2 separate regions of the Mus musculus genome follow, and region 1 is linked to region 2. A link is a contact called in public HiChIP or PLAC-seq data. All regions are on one chromosome and are shown on one strand. Each heading gives the region's core, a stretch centred on a gene start, on an enhancer-like site or on the middle of the called end of the contact. The rest is flanking DNA. Distances are from core to core; before and after follow the strand shown.

The links. HiChIP or PLAC-seq counts read pairs in DNA pulled down with a chosen protein or histone mark.
Region 1: an H3K27ac HiChIP or PLAC-seq map of embryonic stem cells shows a contact between it and region 2, with 12 read pairs. The contact joins the promoter of Tmem30b here to the enhancer-like site in region 2. A contact is called at or near these places in 3 of 39 promoter capture datasets (cranial neural crest, hippocampal neurons and liver), 1 of 15 datasets of contacts at CTCF or cohesin (the NIH/3T3 cell line) and 10 of 115 datasets of contacts at active chromatin or transcription factors (the NIH/3T3 cell line, craniofacial prominence, embryonic basal ganglia and 3 more).

The regions. Positions count from the first base shown.
Region 1 is chr12:73,542,090-73,548,149 of GRCm38.p6, forward strand. It overlaps Tmem30b (transmembrane protein 30B), which reads right to left and starts at 4,306. Exons shown (of 1, transcript NM_178715.3): 1 at 1,025-4,306. The coding sequence starts at 4,250. The coding sequence ends at 3,189.
Region 2 is chr12:73,083,861-73,089,810 of GRCm38.p6, forward strand. No RefSeq gene overlaps it. Among named protein-coding and RNA genes, the nearest start is that of Six4, 26 kb to the right of the region's middle. Within about 2 kb of position 2,586, at least 13 of the 459 cell types and tissues checked have an H3K27ac peak or open chromatin away from gene starts, as enhancers often do. A contact at or near this core is called in embryonic stem cells, where this site is marked.

The sequences.
Region 1 (6,060 bases), core at 3,056-5,555, 460 kb after region 2:
CTGCATTTGGTCTCACTGCCCGGTTTTCTCTGTGTCATGCAAGCTTAGCCTGCAGGTATGTTAGCTGAAGGAAGGCTGATATGCTCTAGAGATCTTACCAGCAAGACTAATGATGGCTGCCTTCATACAAGGTGACACAGCAATGCGGGTAGTTTTCCCAAAGGTAGTGCTGTCTTTATTGGGGAAACTTATGGAAGGTGCTTTTTTGCCACATCAGCAACTGAACAACAGCTAAACAACTTAGCCAGTTCTCTGCAAAGTGAAGCTATCTCGAGAGATCTCTTTAGGCCTTTAATGAGTTCCAGTCCTATTTGGTAGGGTCCTTTAAGTGACTCTTCAGTTTGTTGGAGAGAGAATTAAGAGAAATTCTCCCCGGGGGGAAATTTTTTTTTTTAATTGCCAACTAAAATTAACCAGCTCTGTTTAATCTATAGCAAAAATGTAGGTTGCAGTGAATATCCAGTGCAAACTAAAAAAAGAATTTTATTGATAGTGACTGATGGTTTGTAACACTGAGACTCACCATCAGCTCCTTGGTGTGTCAGAAGGAGTTTTAGTTGTAGCTTACTGAGTAACACAAAGCAAAGTCTGTCCTTGGTTGTTTTAACAGTTGCCTAACTGTTGAGCCACTTCAGTTGAAGAGATACTAGAAACCTCAGCTTGGTGGTTTTTGTTTTTTGTTTTGTTTTTTTCTGTTTTTTGTTTTGTTTTGTTTTGTTTTGTTTTGTTGGAGGTGGGCTTTTCACTGAATACATGTCCTTTACTTCACAAAGTGGCTCAAAGTTGTTTTCTAGTCCAGCTGCTGAGGTCCACTCTGTCTCACTCCTAGAAGACATCCCTTCAGTTGGGAAACAGGAGGATAGGACTAACCAGAATCATGATACTGGACAAAAATGCTCCACAGCACAGGGGCCACTGAAGCAAAGGCCTGACACTGTCGTCTTAAACTTCCTGTTCATCGGGGTCTCAGATACTGACAGGTAGTTGTAATTTACAGTCTGAGTGAAATGCAGAGCGGCAGGCTGCTATGATCATATTCTTTAATAACCTTTCATACTAAAATTGAAAACACACTGTCATTTATCAAATTCAGACAATAATTGAGGATCATGTCACCCAAACACAGGATGTTGACGTAAGTTCAAATTCTGTTTTAAGAAGTTAGCAATAAAAGACGGAGTTCGTGTTGACTGGACACCATTCTGAACGGTGATGCTCTGGCTACAATATGAATGTGCTGGCAATAGGAGGCGAATGGCTGGTACTGTTTGTGCCTTTAAGATCATAGTTCAAAAGAACTAAGTAATGTGATAACAGAGAAAGTCAAACACAACCTTTATTCTCTTTCAAAAACCTTGAAAACAAGGCCTGGAACTACAATTTAATGACAGGATTTTAAGTTTCATGGTCTCACATAAAAGTTAGTAACAAAAGACTACTGTTCTACAAAATGATAGTAAAATATAGTTACCCTCAACTGTATAGGGAAAAAAAGGAAGCAAATTCCTTTACCTGACACAGGGGAGGGCTGATCAACCAAGCATTTATAATAAATAAAACATTCTAAAGTACACGCCACATTCTGCTTTTCATAGTCAAAAATCACAAAATGTGACCTGATATTAAATTTTATCACATTCAGAAGTCAGACAATCAACACGGTGGAAATGCTAAAGAATGTTTTGATATACATAAAGATGAGACAAGATTATATTAAGTCACTTTTTATCTTAGACGGGCACGCTATTCATCCAAAAATAAGTATTAACCAAGACAGAATAATAGAATGGATGGAAAGAATCACTGTAACTCAGCATTTGACCGCCATACAACATACTCCAACAACTCTGCTGCCCTTGAGGAATGAAAATTCACTGATAACCAAGAAAATGACTGCACTAGGGAGCCAGCCCAGAGGACCCTGACAAATGCCAAGGAACTTTTCTTCAGGGAACCTGGAAGACAGCATCATGGGAAATTTTATTTTTAATTTTCTTTGAAATTATTGTTCCATAAAAATAAAATAAAAATGTCCCACTTGCCTCTGAGACTAGCTTTGTATCAATTGTAGGCAATCAGATAAAATCAGCTGAGTAATTTTAGCATTGTCTTAAAGGCTAAAATAATTGGGAGTCTATTTTGCATATTAGAATATATTCCTTATCAATCTTTAACGTGATCAGTAGAAATGGGTTTCATTTGAGAGTTGAAACTGGGTTTAAGATAGTTCTTTGTGAAGATAATACAAATGAGTTAAATTATTCCCTTCAGCATGATTCAAGGTGGGGGTGGGGTGTTGAGAAAGAAGGCAAAACTCGGTCCCTCAGGGTTGCAAGGAAACTGCTTCCCACTAAGATCATTTGCAGTCGGGTTTCTCAGGTTAAAACACTTGCCCCTGAGCCATGCAGACTGCTCTTGCGTTTTCAGATTTTTACACGGCGTCTTCTTAAGTTTGCTTTTACATTTAATGACGCACTTCTGCCCTGCAGATCTGCACTTTCCTAGACCTAGCAAGTTTTCTTGCTCATTCCACAAATTGCCAGCTTCCTTCCTATGTGTTTAGGACCAAACAGGAGCACTATGATTGCCACCGTTCACGGGAACAAATTATTACAGGTAAAACTGAATTCAGGTGAGTACTTCAGGCCCAACCTGGCTCAAGATTCCAATTCAAGGGCACAAGGATTCCAGAGAAGCTTGCTCATCCTGGCCTTACTGTGTCAGAACCTGAGGGGCCTGGTGCCTCGTCATCGACTTAAATCTTAACCAATATGCTTTCCCTGCTCCTCTGTGCCTCTGCGGGCAATCAGCGGGTATCATTTGCCATCCCAACACTTCCCCGCCCCATCTGATATCTCCCTCCCAGAAAGCGGAGGGAGGTGTGCCTAGAGGAAGGAACAAAAGTTTAGGCTCAAAATCGGGATCCTGGCTGTTGGTCTTAATGAGTTCCAATCCAGGAATCTTAAGGACCTGGCGTGTCAAGTCGGTAAGCCATGGAGAAGATGGGGAAAATGGCAAGATGTGTCACTCTGCAGTCCAGAACCTGAGAACAGTCCCGTGGCGGGTAATTCCCTTCACCAGGCCCATCTTCCACAACAGATCTGTGGGCCTGAAGTTGTGTTAGGAACAAAGGCCACCGCTAAAAGCGGCTTGGCCAAGAAGCAGGCAGGGTTTCTTGGGAAGCAGGATCACTCATCATCGTTGTCGTCGTCGTCCTGGTCCTGGTAGCGAATGTAGACGACCAGCATGACAAAGCCCATGACGATGCAGAGGGAGCCAACGACCAGGTAGGCGATGCCCAGGAAAGGGTTCTTGCCACCCATCCAAGAGATGTTGCTAAGAATGATGAGCTTGTGGCCGCCGAAGGCGCGCACCGGGTAGTTGTAGGTGATGTTGACACGGTAGGTGCCCCGGGGCAGACCGGCGGAGTAGTTGCCCTGGCGGATGCGCGCATAGAGCTTGCGGAACGTGGGCAGCGCCGCGGTGCGCATCCACACCACGAAGTCCTGGTTGATGAAGCCGGTGTTGTTGGGATCCGGGCTGAGCTCATAAACCGGCCGGTGCCAGTTGGGCGGCGGCGCCGTGCCGCGGAAGGCCAGCGCCAGGCTGCCGTTCACCAGCGGCGGGTTGCGGAACTTGACGTGGTAGTCGGTCCACCAGGCGATGGCGGTGCGATCGAGCGGCACCTCGACGAAGGGGTCCGAGGGCTGGCGCTGGTGCCAGAGCGAGAAGGAGTCGTTGAAGAGGCTGTTGGCGATGGCGCCGCACGGTGCGATAGGCAGACCGTCGGAGCGGAACTGGTAGGGGGCGCACTCGTTGGCCGGGTGGCGCAGCGCGCTGGCCAGGCCGCTGAGCTGCGCGTCGTCGCGGGACACGCCGTAGCGCCGGTTGTTCTGGTAGAAGTTGGACAGCTCGTAGTAGAGGTACACGGGGCCCGGGAAGAGCTCGGGCAGCGTAAAGCTCCAGGAGCAAGCGCAGCCGGGCGGCGGAGCGCGGCCCTGGCCCTTGGCGGCGCACACCGAGCAATCGCCGGTGCCGGGGTTGCCGGTGTAGTCGTACTCCAGCTCCTTGATGCCGTTGGAGGAGTAGAAGAGGCCCAGGCCCAGGCCGATGAACGCCAGGCCGGCGCAGAAGAAGAGCGGCAGCGCGATGCCCGCCGACAGCAGCGGCTGCCAGGCGGGGAGGCGCTGCTGAGTGAAGGCGGTGTTGTCGGGCTGGTGCGCGCCCCGCGCCGTGGCGCTCCAGGTCATGGCGGGGATCTCAGCCGGGGCCTGCGGCCGCCGACTCTCAACCCAGGATCAGCGGCGAGCCTCCCGCCTCCGCTCGCCTGCTCAGCTCGACGGCTGCTCCCCGGCCCCGCCCCCAGCCCGCCCGCCCGCGCAGGTGCGCCAGCCCCGCCCCCCACGCAGGTGAGGCCGATTGCGGGGCGCGCTGCCTCTGCCCCGGGACTGCTCAGTTCCGCCACCGCCCAGGTGACCTGGGACTGGCTCCGCCCCTGCATGGCGCCCTTCCCAGGTGAGCAGGGCGAGGCTCCTCACCACACCAGGCTCTGGCCCTTCGATCCTCCCTGTCTGACTCCTCCTCCTCTCTATTCCTCCTTCTCTCCCTCCTCCCACTTCTCCTCCCCTCCTCCTCCCAGCTCTCCCGCTCCTCCGTGGGCAAGTGATGGGCTCAGAGTGGGTCATCTCTTTGGTCAGGTTCCTGTCTCCTTCCACAGGGCCCGAGCAACTTTCCCCAGATCACAAGCCTGACTTAAACAAGAAAGTTCCACCCCAGAGCTTGCTCCAGGGTGGGGTTCTGTTGGCTTGATTATTTATTACCTCGTTAAGGCTGTTAATCCTCGTTATTTAAGGAAAAGGGTGAGTCTTAAGTAGGGTTTCACTTAGTTTTCAAGCACAAAATACAGTGCCCTGGGAGTTACATTGTGGTAGCTGTATCAATTTCAACGTGGAGTTCTTATTCTCCCCTTTTTATGTAAGGGGGGGATTAGTTCCTAGCCAAATGCTCCAGTCTGGTTTAATAACTACAAAAGGTGAAAAGTTCTGTAAAAATAAAATGATTTATTAAGAATCAATGACTGGGAGAGTTTGCAGCCTTTGAATGTCTTCTCTAGCTGGTGGGAGGAACCACCAATGAGAAAAAAAAATGCTGTGGCCTGAATGTGATGTTCTTTTCAGATCTTCTTGATTAGAGAAAGGCCCGACCCAAGGCCCTGGAGGGCCTCGCTGATATCCACAGCCAAGGACATTTGCGTGTTTGGTCCTAGTTGAACTAGAAGGATGTATAGGCTGTATGAAAACTCCAACCAGCCTGGGCCTTGGGGCTGGTTTGTTTGTTGTTTTTGTTTGTCTCGGGGTTGGTTAGAATACACAAGGGCACAGGGGGCTATGCATGGAATCTTCCTTAGGTACAGAAGTACACTCCTGCAGCTCATACAGTGTGAATAGCTTAAGTGCTTTCTCTGTTATTCGTGCATACCCGTTTATCCAAATCCAAAGAGACTTGGAAAACTAAGAGCTGTTGGAAATATTTTTAATGTTGTCTTCCAAGTCTTCAGCCCTGTGCCGAACAATGTAGAAGAAATGGCAATTAGGCCAAACTGGAATCTTAGTAGTCTAATAAGGCACTCTCCGGCTGTTATTTGTTTGTTTGTTTGTACTAGAGTTATCTGAGAAGAAGGAACCACATGGAGAAGATGTGGGCAAGCCGGAGGGGTGTTGTTCTGTTTGATGATTGATGTGGGCGGGGCCCCCGGTGGGCGGAGCCCCCACTGGGCGGGGAGGTCATGGAGAAGGGATGAGGGCATGCTGAGCAAGCCAGTGTTCCTCCATGACTTCTGCTTCAGTTCCCGCCTCCGGGTTCCTTCCCTGAGTTCTTTGATGATGGACTGCGGTGTGGAAGTGTAGTCTGAAATAAGCCCTTCCTTCTCAAGTTGCTTTCTGTCCTGGTATTTTATCACAGGAATAGAAACCTGAGGCAGGCACGTAGTACATAGGAATAAGAACAGAATAGCCAGTAGCTGGCATGTGGTCACATCACATGTGGATGAGAGTGACGTTA
Region 2 (5,950 bases), core at 1,336-3,835:
TTCAACATAGCTGGAGCACCGTTAGATTAGACGCAGATAGATTTCAACCACATCACAATGTTCATGGGATCGCTCATTTCCTTCCTTTTTACCAGAATAACTGTCATTCCCAGATGCAGGTCAGTTGTCTAGTCTTTACAAATGTTGTGGTAATCAAAATACAGGCTGATCAGCTTCTCCAGTTTCTCATCTGTGTCTCAGCTGTAATATTTAATTTTCATTTCCTCTTTTCAATTGACATCTTAACCGAGTCAGGAAGGCCTGATGGGCCATTCCAGAGGATGTTGTAACTTCCTTACTCCTACATAAGAGCTGGAATTCCATTTGGAAAGAGAAATTACATTGGGCTTGATCAATAACCTCAAAGAACTAAAAGACAAGAATTACCTGCTATCTGACTTCAATACGTACTCCATGTCTGTGATTTGTGTTCTTGTGTTAATTTAGGGCCACTAGTTTTTTGATTAGCTATTATAAAGATCTAAAATTGATTCAAATGCAAAGAGAATCAATACTTGAGCAAAATGTTTACAGGACACCAATAAGAGACTGAGTCCTCCCAGTTGAATTATTCTTTGCCTTATACATGTTTGAAGGATGGGAATATTTAAAAGAGATTTAAAATCTATTATTTTAATGCATTTACTTTTGGTTTTATTTTATTCATTTATTATGCAGCATCTCACTATGTGACCCCGGTTAGTGTGGAACTCACTTATGTCTTAAACCAGACTGGTCTCAAACTCACAGAGATCCACTTGACTGTACCTTCCCTGTGCTAGGACTAAAGGCACACTTCACCACACCTGGAAAAATATATTACTGTACATGTCTCTATAAGTTGCTTTCTATGAGCATAGACATGACTGTCACTGGGGCTGTGCTGTATTTTGTTTAGCAATACTGTATGCTTAATACTCTATTTTTCCTTATTTAGTTTTCATAACAGAGCATGAAAAAGGTGACAGATAATTAAAGGATAACCTGCCTCCCACCAAGTCCCAAGTGGAGTATTGGGCTGAAGGTTAGGTCTACAGAGGACAGACCTAAAACCCAGGAGGCTATGTGTGAACACATGCACACTGATACAGACACACACACACACACAGACAGACACAGCAGTACACACACAGGCATACAGGCACAGGGCCTTCAATATGCTAAGAAATATGGTGCTACTGAGCGGCATACATTACCAGCACAATGTTTGCTAATCCAATTTTAGTAAATCTTTAAAACAGAAAAAGTCTAAATGTAGAGGCAGGTGGATTTCTGAGTTCGAGGCCAGCCTGGTCTACAGAGTTCCAGGACAGCCAGGGCTACACAGAAAAACCCTGTCTCAAAAAACAAAAAAAAAAAGTCTAAATGTATGATGTCTTGGTTACTTTTCTATTGCTGTGAAGAGACACTATCTATAATCAAGATAATTTATAGAAGAAAGAGTTTATTGGGGCTCACCGTTCCAGAGGACTAGAGTCATGGCCATCATGGTGGGAGGCATGGCAGCAATCAGGGCAAGCATGACACTGGAGCAAAAGTTGAGAGCTTACACAGCGTTTAAACACATGAAGCAGAGGGACTCCAGGGTGGGAGAATGGGCTTGGGGGTGGGTTGGTGGGGGACACACAAGGAATGGCATGATGGGCTTTTGAAATCCCAAAGTTCACTCCCAGTGACCCACTTTCTCCAGTAAAACTACAGCTCCTCATCTTTCAAATAGTTCCAACAACTGGGGACCAAGTATTCAAATTCATGAGCCTGTGGAGACCAATCTCATTCAACTCACTGTAGATGATTTTGGGGTCTACTAATTGCTAGCTCTAACAGTGTGCCTGTTTTTACTCTCTCGTTAGGTTGGATAACTACAAATACTTATTAAATCTGATCCTACAATTTTAGTGGTAGAACTCACAAAACATTTTAGCGTGTTCAAATCTTTTGGGTTCTCTGAGAACTTAAGGGTGTGTACAATCTTGGACCACAGCATTATTCAGTACTGGGAGTTCTGGGAGAGCTCAATCAGTCGGGTGAGGTAGCTCCCCTCCTCACCTGTGTGGGTGTGTGCTGGAAGTCTCCGGAGGTCCGGAGATCTGTAAGACTAAAGGGTCTCCAGCCGAATACCCTTAAGCACAGTCAATCCTCTGCAAACAACAATCTCCTACAGGCATATTCTGCGGGCTCCTTGGTTCTCTAGAGTCTCTGGAGAAGTAGTCATAGTCATGCAAATGATTAGATCAGCAGGGGCTCCAGCAGAAAGTGCTGTTGCAGGATCTCTTGTGAGTCCCCACCCTTGCTTTGCTCCGCTGGACTTCAAAAAGATCAGGTAGCTGGAAAATGAGTAAATTTGCATAAACACTGGAAAACCAAACCAACCAAACAACAACATAAAAACCCTTTTCCTATGATTCAATATATTTCTAAAGGACCTAGACCATCTTGACTGAGGGATGAACAAACGGCCAGCAAGGACATCAACTGTCCCATGTAGAGTCACCTCCTGATGCCCCCCACCCCCCAGGTGAGAGAACGTGACCCGAGGGCATAATTGAGATTGGGTGTCACCTCTAGACTTTGTCACCTTGAGCAGACAGAGGTAAAGGAATTCTACCAGTGCCCAGGCCTGCAGTGTGCTGGATGCAACGTTCAAAGGTGTGCCTCATCCTTTCCTAGTTTAACAACTTTAAGAAGAAATAAACTGGGGACAGAGAGGTGGTTTAGTGATTAAGAGCACTGGCTCCTCTTTTAGAGAACCTGGATTCAATTCCCAGCACCCACATGGCAGGTTCACAACTGTCTGTAACTCCTTCCCTGACCGTCTTCTGTCCTCTATGGGCACGAGGCACCAGAGTGTATGTGTAAGGTACACATACATATATATATCAAAACATTCTTACACATAAGAGCCAATTTTTACAAAGACTTTTTTTTTTTAATTTAAAGCTAGGTATGGTGGCACACATTTTTAATCCCAGCATTCAGGGGCAGAAACAGGTGGATCTCTAAGTCTTTGAGCTTAGCCCAGACTACATAGCAAGTTCCAGCTCCTAAGGCTACGAAGCAAGACCTTGTCTCAGACATACGTTTTTTAAACCTTAAAGAGGAGCAATATTTTAATACGCATTCCAATAGTTCCCAAGTATGCTAATGACCCTAAGTTGCTGGGTTTGGCTTTACGCTGACATATGTTTTGAATTAAATTTTTACTTTCAGTGAAAATGCTTAATTTGAGGATATCTTAAGCAAACTAAGATTTATTTTTGAACTCAATTGGCTTTGCCAAAGATCATTCCAATTTTGGAATCACTAGTCCCCACCATTTTGTCAAAACTGTTTGTGTTTGCTCTATAGGAACCCAAGGACGCACCTTTTCCAGCCCTCGTGCCGGACAAGGTGCTTTTGTTAGAAGTGTCTAGGCTGAAAGAGTTGCCCCAGGCAGAGCATGCTCAAGTCCCGGCTTCAGTACACAGTACAGCAGAAAGACCCACCAAGACTGTCCTGTGAAACAGGCTGAGGCAGGAGGATGGAGAGCTGGAGGCCAGCGTGGGCTACGTAAGACCCCACATTAAACAAAATAAAACAAAAGGAAAGACTATATCAAGTAGTTCCGGAAACTTTGGTAGAATATTCTTGACCTTTTATTTTCCATGTTCGAATGTTGGTGTGTATTTGTGTTTGTATGTATGTAATTACACATGTGGGAGTGTGCACGCATGTGCAGAGCATGTGGAGGTCTGAGGTTGGAATCACCTTTGTCACTCTTCCATCTTAGACAGTCACTACATCTAACCCAGAGCTCACAGAGATAGCTAATTACTCTAGCCAGCTTGCTCAGGGATACCGTCTCCATCTTGCAAGGGTGGAATCACATGGCATTTCTGTGGGCTCTGGGGATCTGAACTGCAGCCCTCACCCTTGCAAAGCAAGCACTTTAAACACTAGGCCATCTCCCCACCCTTCTTGACTTTTAGGCCAGCTCTTTTCACCCTCTGACACATGCGGATGATCCCTAGGGAAGTGTTTCTGGACTGAAGAGTGCCCTAGGAGGTGGGAGATAGAGGTTCAAATCTTGGAGCTTCTACTCATCTTTGGAATGAGTCAGGAATCAGAATTCTGAATTTTAGTCTGAGTGTTCAACTATGCAATGGGAGGAGACGACAGAGACCTTGCAGAGTTTTTGGAATTTAATGAGCGACAATGTAAAAATTTCTACTACTTAAGTATTAGCATGAGATATACTCTGGTTCTTCTGATCCATCCTGACTTTGGCAAATTAGAATATAATTTACCACTAGCTTCCTTAAGACCACATCAAGAGTTTATCATAGAGTTGAAGAATCTATGTCAACAGAAACAAATTGTGCAGCAGCCTCTCTGCACAGCGTGGGATGATAAAACAAAACACCTTCAGACAACAGATGGATAGATGGGTTCCGATTCCTTGCTGCTACTGCTATAAAAAAGCTTGCCTTCCATTCTTCTTCTTCTTTTTTTTTTTTTTTTTTTTTTTTTTTTTCTGTTTTCTTGAGACAGGGTTTCTCTGTGTAGCCCTGGCTGTTCCACTCTGTAGACCAGGCTGGCCTCCAACTCAGAGATCTGCCTGTTTCTGCCTGAGTGCTGGGAATAAAGATGTGTGCCTCCACTACCTGCCTTGCCTTCCATTAACTCATGGAACAAATACTTATGGAACATCTGCTACGGACCAGGATGCATTCTAACCCTGGAGGAAATACTTATTAAACAAAGGAAGCAGTCCGTGCTCCTGACAGAGGGCTACACTCTGCAGCATTAATGACAAAGCGGGCACAAGGGGGAAGGACGTAGAACACTCAAGCAAAAGGCTATGTTGGCATGGGCCTGTTACACAAACACACAGAGGGGGGAGGAGGAAGGGAGAGAGAGAGGGAGAACACATGTTCTGTAATTCCATTCATATGAGATTCCTAGAATAGTCAAGACGCTGCTGAGACAAAGAGTCAAAAAGGTGCTGGAATAGGAAGTGAAAGCTTAGAATTTTCAAAACTTAATGTAATAAGGGTTCTCAAATGCTTCAACTCTCCTTCTAGCCCACAGTCCAAAGGTAGGGGAGAAAAGATGGTAAATAGGACAAGGGGATGTGGAGCTATTTAGAAGTGGTTCTTTGTGAATGTCATCTCCTTTTGTCAGGATACCGGCAGTTCAGTTCAAGAGTCACCAAACCCAAATCAGCAATGGCAGCATGATTCAGCATGATTCAGCAGAAACCACCTGGCCTCCAGCTGCAGTGCTAGTTCTCTGCCAGACCTTTCTCAACGAAGTGAAGATCAGCAAAGAGGAGAAACCAAGGAAGAGCTGCATAGATCACTATGCACGCTCCCCCCCCCCCCCCCCCCGTCACTGTCTGTAGGGCCCTACTTATACTCTCTCCAAATGTCACTTGTTTTTCCGTGGGTCTTGCCTCAGCAAAACATCACGAGTCTGTATCATATGACATAATCAGAAAAAAATATATATATACATATATATGTATATGTAAGTGTGTATATATATATCCACATACATATATATATACATATATATATATATGCAAAGGATATCAAGATTGTTATAGTTCTGGAGAGTGCTTACAGGACACTGTGAATGCACGCAATACTACTAAACACCATATATATGTTATATATCCACAGACAAACATATATACTACAGACCATATATATGTTATTTATACACATACAAACATATATACTAAACACCAAATATGTGCTCTGGCTCTGAGCTATATTCCCACATATTTCCAGCCCCAAAACTGTGCATTGGTTTGGTTTGTTCTTTGAGACAGGGGGTTTGTCTGTCTGTTTGTTTGTTTTAAAATGGTTTATTTATTATTTTGTGCATTGGTGTTTTGCCTGTATGTTTATCTGTCTGAGAGTGCTAAATTCCTGGAACCAGCATTACAGACAGTTGTGAGCTGCCA